2 separate regions of the Macaca mulatta genome follow, and region 1 is linked to region 2. The links are chromatin contacts, called in public Hi-C maps. All regions are on one chromosome and are shown on one strand. Each heading gives the region's core, a stretch centred on a gene start, on an enhancer-like site or on the middle of the called end of the contact. The rest is flanking DNA. Distances are from core to core; before and after follow the strand shown.

Region 1 (3,563 bases), core at 258-2,757, 390 kb after region 2:
CTACTAAAAAATACAAAATTAGCCGGTGTGGTGGTGCATGTCTGTAATCCCAGCTACTTGGGAGGCTAAGGCAGGAGAATCGCTTGAACCTGGGAGGCGGAGGCTGCAGTGAGCCAAGATCGCGCCACAGCACTCCAGCCTGGGCAACAAGATGAAACTCCTTCTCAAAAAAAAAAAAAAAAAAAAAAGCAGAAAGCAGATAACAGCTGGTTACTGAGTGCTTACTTTCCGCCAAGCACCATTCTGAAGATGCCACACAGATGAACTGACTTCCTGTGCCACAACCCTGGCCAGCAGGCCATGCTACTGCAGTCCAGCCTGGGCGATAGAGCAAGACTCCGTCAAAAAAAAAAAAAAAAAAAAAAAAGTCAGAGCCTAAGAGGAGTGTGAGGGGAAAAGTCCAACTCCATTATTTAAGAGATGAGGACATGGAGAGATCAATGACGCAGGAACAAAAGGGACAAAGGAATGTGGTCAAGAGCTCCTGATTCAGGACATCTGGTCACACTCCAGTTCCATATCACTTCATGGTTCACCTGTTGGTCTGACTTCCTGTCAAATGGGAATATCAGTGCTAGGGAATTGACCTGGTTGTGAGGATTAAAGCCCAGGGAGCTGTGCCTGGTACACGGCAGGCCATAAAACTGCCCCCGGTTAGCGAACCCAAGAGCAGCAGCCGCAGAACACTCAACCCCAAGTTCAGGACGGATCCTCCTGCAGACCCTGGGCTGAGGACCAGAGGGAAGGAGACAACCGTGATGGCTGCCATCAGCTGCTACGGGATACCCCGTGGCTCCAGGGCCTTCTTCACTTAACCATCTGCTGCTTACTCCTCAGGGCCGCTGTGATGACTATCTGTCCTCTTTAGAAAAACGAGAAGGGTGAGGTTCAGAAAAGTTAAGAGTCTTACTCCCAGGCCACACATCTTGCAGAGGCAGCCCCAGGCTCAACCTCAGGTCGTCCTACGCCAAACCCCTGCCTCTTCTCACCACCCAGCCTACCTTTAGAGGGAGGGAGGAGTGGGAGGAAACGCAGAAAAACGCCCGTGACACCACACGAAGAAAAGCAAGCACGTTAAAGGAGGCAGCTCCGTCGCTCTCCCGGAAGCGGCCAGACACACGTGGAGACTCGGGAGGGGGCGGGCCCCGTCCAGGCTGCCCGGACGCGGCGCCGGGGCAGTTTCTACGGCCTCCAGCTCTCCCGCGGGGCCGGCGCAGCTCCCACGGCGACCCGCAACCCCGGGCGGAGCTGGCAGTCGGACGAGGCTGCACGGCCGCCACGTCGGGCCCCTAGGCCCAGTCTGACTCGCTCACCTCCTCCTTCCGCGAGCGCTTAGACACCTTCTTCTCCATCTTGGCGGCCGTCTTCTCCGCGCCGCGGCCCTTCTTCTCCTTCTTGCCCTTCTTGCCCATCTTGTCGGGTCCCAAGCCGCGATAGGACACCAAGGTACCAAACGGGGCGCGCTCTCCGCCCGAAACCGGGCGCTCGTGGGGCGGAGCTCGACGCACAGAAATGGAGTCACTTCCGGCCTCGAGTTCGAGTCGCTTCCGGTGGAGGTGCGGCTGGGCGCCCTACGGGGTTCAGTCTTGGAGCTCGGTCTTCCGCAGCGGGTTGGCGGGTCTCGAACTCTGCATAAGGCCTCGGAGAAGATGACCCGGCCTGGGCGCAATGGCTGATGCCTGTAACCCTGGCGCTTTGGGAGGCGTTGGCCGGCGGATCGCTTGAGTCCTGGAGTTCGAGTCCAGCCTGGGCAACAAAGCGAGAACCACCCCCCCACCCCCGCCCCGCCCCGCCCCGCCCCATCTCTACAAAAGAAAAAAAAAACAAACATTAAACGGGCGTAGTGTCTCGCGCCAGTGGTCCTAGCTCTTCGGGAAGCTGAGGCGGGAAGATCGCTTGAGTCAAGGAGTTCCAGGCAGCAATGCGCCACTGCACCCCAGCCTGAGCGACAGAACAAGATCCTGTTTCAAAAAACAGAAAAGATGGCAGCCCCGGCGTGACATACTCGGGCCATGCTCGCCATTCTCACGCCCTGTGCCCCCACCTAGCCTGTCCCCGTGTCCTAGGAGACGTGCCCTCTGAGTTTTATTTTATTTTTATTTTTAGAGACAGGGTCTTGCTCTGTTGCGCAGGCTGGAGTGCAGTAGCGCGATCTCGGCTCACTGCAACCTCCGCGTCCTGAGGAGCTGGGACCACAGGAGCCCACCATGCCCGGCTAATTCGCTCTTTCAGCTTTCCCAGGGTGCACGTGCCCCCTGTGAAGGCACGTTGCTTAGCCCTGTGTAGAACTGCCTAAGTGGGTGACTCTTGAGCTAACCCCATTTTTTCCCCTTGGACAAATCAAATGAGTGCTGTGGCCTCATTTCCTAGAAAAAAAATTAATACAGTTACAACAGTTTGCAGACCCTAAGACAGACAGTCCCGGCTGAGCGCGGTGGCTCATGCCTGTAATCCTAGCACTTTGGGAGGTCGAGGTGAGTGGATGACGAGGTCGAAAGTTCGAGACCAGCCTAGCCAACATGGTGAAACCCCGTCTCTACTAAAAATACAAAAATTAGCCGGGCGTGGTGTTGGGCACCTGTAATCCCAGCTACTTGGGAGGCTGAGGCAGGAGAATCGCTTGAACCCAGGGGGCAGAGGTTGCAGTGAGCTGAGATCAAGCCACTTCACTCCAGCCCGGGCAAAAGAGCGAAATTCCATCTTAAAAAAAAAAAGAAAAAAGATGGCCCCTTCCACCTTCCCATTTAAAATGTGCCAGACACCGTTAGGTGCTAAGGACATGTCCTCAAATATCCTAACATGGAGGACTTTTGTTTCTTCATTGGTAGGCTAGAGCTAATGATAGCACCCTGCAAGGGTACTCAATTTGTGGAGCCTGAGAAATAAAGATGGGTAAGATCCAAATGCCTGCTAGGAAATTGTACTCTAGGATTTCCCTCAAATTATGTAAGAAATGGCAAAATCATCTGCAGAGTATGGAATGTTATGATTTGAAAGAGCAGAGTAAAAATGCTTATCATTCCTTAGAAGATGTCATCTTTGGACTGGTAATCAAGGAATAAGGCAAATTAAGGACAAGGACAAGCCAAAATTTGGCAACGGGAAAGCATAAATCAGGAAATAATCTAGTTTATTACTTTGTGTGTGACTCAGCCTTTAATAAATTGTCTTAGGCCGAGGACGGTGGTTCATGCCTGTAATCCCAGCACTTTGGGAGGCCGAAGCGGGCTGATCACGAGGTCAGGAATTCAAGACTAGCCTGACTAATATGGTGAAACACTGTCTCTACTAAAAATACAAAAAAAAAAAAAAAAATTAGCCAGGTGTGGTGGCACACACCTGTAGTCTCAGCTATTCAGGAGGCTGAGGCAAAATCACTTGAACCCAGGTGGCAGAAGTTGCAGTGAGCCGAGATCGCGCCACTGCGCTCCAGCCTGGGCGACAGTGCAAAACTTTGTCTCAAAAAAAAAAAAAAAAGAAGAAGAAGAAGTTAACTCGGCTGGGTGCAGGGGCTCACGCCTGTAATCCCAGCACTTTGGGAGGCCAAGTTAGGCAGATCACAA
Region 2 (3,663 bases), core at 644-3,143:
TAGAAGAAATCCCAGCTGTATAAAACCACTTTAAGAAATATATTTCTTTTTTTTTTCTTTTTTCTTTTTTTTGAGACGGAGTTTTGCTCTTTTCCCCAGGCTGGAGTGCAATGGCACGATCTCGGTTGACTGCAACCTCCGCCTTCCGGTTTCAAGCGATTCTCCTGCCTCAGCCTCCGGAGTAGCTAGGATTACAGGCGTCCGCCATCACACCCTGCTAATTTTTGTATTTTTAGTAGAGATGGGGTTTCACCATGTTGACCAGGCTGGTCTCTAACTCTTGACCTCGTGATCCTCCTGCCTTTGCCTCCCCAAATGCTGGAATTACAGGTGTGACACACCGCACGGCGCAAGAAATATATTTTCATACTTTTTTGTGTGTGTGGAGAACCGGGTCTTGCTATGTTGCCCAGGCAGGTCTCGAACTCTTGGGCTCAAGAGATCCTCCAGCCTCTGCCTCCGTAAGAGCTGGGATTACAGGCGAGAGCCACCGCCCCCGGCTATTTTCGTATGTTTTGCATGTTTCAAGTTCACAGTGTAGATTGTATCAGCCTAATCCAATCACTTTATGCAATTGGGATAGAAGAAAGGCTTTTACAAAGTCAAAAGGAGAAATCCTGGAACTATGGGCTCTTTTAAAGTACTAGATACTAAAGAACAAAAACAGCCAAATAGCCGGGAGCAGTGGCTCACGCCTATAATCCCAACTCTGAAGGAGGCCGAGGCGGGAGGGTCGCTTGAGGCCAGGAGTTCAAGACCAGCCTGGGCAACAAAGCGAGATGGCGGCTCTACTCCCAGCTTCTGGGGAGGCTGAGGCAGGAGGATCCCTTGAGCCCAGGAGGTCGAGGCCACCACGAGCTATGATCGCGCCACTGCATTCCAGGCTGGGCAACAGAGCAAGACCCTGTCTCAAAAAAAAAACCCCAAAGGATCTAGTGCTGTTCCTACAGAGACACGTTGGCCATAGGCTGAGGTGGGCAATAGCAACCAAATACCGCATGGTGACTGACGCCCTGCGGCCCATTTGGAGTCCTCAAATCTGACTGCCCTGTTACAGATGAGTCCGAGACTCAAAAACTGTCACGAGTGTAAGGTGTCCCGCGAGTTTAGTGGCTGGGAGGCTGAGGGGTGGACAGGGCGGCTAGCGACGTGGGGCAGCCTGGCCGTCGCTGCGGGCGACCTAACGGGAGGAAGATCTCACAGCCAGCAGGAGCGTCCCAGGATGAAGGCCTCGGGACAAAAGCAGTTCCGTAGACGCCCCAAGGCTGGGCGTCGAGTGACTGCGGGCGGAGGTCACCAGCGGCCGCTCCCCGGAAGCCACCCACGGACCGCACGCGCCCCGCAAGCGGAGGGGGCCGGGGCTCCACGGGCGAGCGGCGACCCTGCCTCCCGAAGAGGACGCGGCCTGCCCTGCGCGCCTCAGCCCGGGGTGCCGGCGTCTGGGCCCGCACCGCCAAGTCTCTCTCCGGAGGGGAAGGGATGGTCGAGTTTACCCCATGTCCCTTCCTTGGACCGCTCCCTCAAGAGCGACCCGGGACACCACGCCCGTGGCTCAGCCTCCCCCGCCCCGCGCTGCCCTCTCCTCAGGGCCGGGGAGCAGGCTCCCGAGCGCCCACAGCCCGGGGCTGCGGCCCGGCCCACAACCGTCACCTCAGGCGCCTCAGGCGCTCAGCATTGCTGGGCGGGGCAAGTGCACCACCGGGAGCATGCGCAGAGCGCCCGTTTCACTCATCGCGCATGCGCACACACCTACCCCGCCCCCACGCTGCGTGCCTTTCCTGTGTTCCGCCACGCCCGCCATGGCGGCGGCCCTGGCCGGCTCTGGCCCCGCCCCTCGGTGACGCGCTGCGAGTCACCTGACGAGGCTGCGGGCTGAGAAGACACAAGGGAAGTAGCTGTCGCCAGAGTCAGATTCTCCGCCGCAGCCGCCGCCGCCCCCAGGAGCCGCCGGGACCCTCGCGTCGTCGCCGCCGCCGCCCAGATCCCCGCACCATGCCGTCGGAGAAGACTTTCAAGCAGCGCCGCACCTTCGGTGAGTGTCGCCGCGAGGGCGCCGGGTGCGGCGGGTCCGGGGTCCGAGCTGTGGAGGGCGGCAGGGCCTGGGACGCCGTGAGGGGCCGGGGCCGAGCCGGGAGGCCGAGCGGGGCCGGTGGCTGCCGGCCGGCGGGGCCGAGGGACGCGGGGCCCGGGGCACTGTGAGGGACCCAGGCCGGGGCCGAGCCGGGAGGGCCAGGGGCTGGTCTGGGCCGTGGCGGCCTGCGGACCCCTCGGAGGCCTAGGAGGAGGCAGCCCGCGGCGGGCGGGCGGGGACCGGTGCGCTCGGGGCCCCCGGGCCTGCTGAATCACCCGGCGCCCTCCGCGGCGGGCTCCCTGCCGCACCCCGGCCACCGCCGCCCCCTCGAACGTGCTGCCGGGCGAGGGTCGCGCTTCTGGGGCCCAAGGGCCCCCGGGGCCACGCTGGGCAGTTCGGCTCTGAAGCCGGGCTGCGCCGGGACCCGGCGCGTCACCTTCAGGGCTAGTTTTCCCGTCGAGGGAGCCCGCCCGGCTGCGAGTGCCCCTTACAGACCCCAGAGCCTCCGTCGAGAGCGGGGGAACGTGCCGGGCCCCCGGCCCCGCCGCGCCCGGGACGGCCCACGGCGGTGTTGACAGTTGTGTGTGTAGCCCGGGAGCTGGGGTGGGAGACTTCTCTTGGGTTTGCGTTTCCGTTCTCACCTTGACACCAGGAATACATCCCTTTTCCGCCAGTTCAGACTGGAAACCCAACTGAGGTGTCCTGGCATTTGGTTAAACGTGCAGGTGTCACCATCACAGTATTTACTCCACGCAGATGATGCGAAGTGATTCTTTCCCTTTTGAGCCAGAGAACGCAGCAGATCCGGATATCTGTTTTTGCCTAAGCTCCAGGCACCGGTTTGGTAGGGAGGCACCGCGTTCGTCCCAGCGGACGGCGAATGTCTGCCGCCATCCTCGTCGGGAGCCCACACAGTGGTGCTGTTTGTCTGCTTTTGCCTCGTTTCCCGGAGTCTAGAAAGAGCTTAGCGTGTATTTGAGTTTGGATATAGTTTTGCACGTCTCGTTATTGACCGTTATTTTATTTCTTGTGCCTGAGAAACTTCAGTAAATGAAAATGGGCCTTGGCTTGCCAAGCGTATCTTTTCCAACAGCCTCTTGAGGCAGTCCGTTGGTTAGCAAGACTTAGACGTGCCTTTTTTGTTAGAAGTTTTCTTGTTAGTGACCTTAATGAACTCTTACTAGTGTCTAGGCTTATTGAGCCCTGAGAGCAGCATTTAAGGCAGATTTTCTTTCTTTCTTTTGTTTTTGAGACAGGGTCTCGCTCTGTCACCTGGGTTGGAGTGCAGTGGTGCAGTCACAGCCCCCTGCAGCCTCGACCTCCCGGGCTAAAGCGATCCATCGGCCCACCTCAGATCTGGTTTTTGTTTTCACCAGTGAAAAGTTAACTGGGAACATTTGTGTAGGAGAGATGCCTTTTTTCTCATAACAGAAACTATAGTTATTTTCTTTTTTGCTTATAGTACTTTTGGGTTATTCTGGAAAAATCTCTGCGAAGAGTAGGTAGTAACGGTAGGAAATGTGAGATTAACACATCCGAACAAGGAATTTCCTGGAACCTAAAAGTGGCCCTGAGGGTAGACCAGCAATAAT

Evidence for each region. A called contact is a pair of places that touch in the nucleus more often than the background predicts.
Region 1: a contact with region 2 is called in a Hi-C map of cortical neurons, with 4 times the contacts expected there. The contact joins the promoter of KLHDC4 here to the promoter of MAP1LC3B in region 2. A contact is called at or near these places in 3 of 14 Hi-C or Micro-C datasets (cortical neurons, fetal cortex germinal zone and fetal cortical plate).

The regions. Positions count from the first base shown.
Region 1 is chr20:83,152,742-83,156,304 of T2T-MMU8v2.0, forward strand. KLHDC4 (kelch domain containing 4) reads right to left here and starts at 1,508. Exons shown (of 11, transcript XM_077986645.1): 1 at 1,314-1,508.
Region 2 is chr20:82,761,999-82,765,661 of T2T-MMU8v2.0, forward strand. It overlaps MAP1LC3B (microtubule associated protein 1 light chain 3 beta), which reads left to right and starts at 1,894. Exons shown (of 4, transcript NM_001193625.1): 1 at 1,894-2,032. The coding sequence starts at 1,993.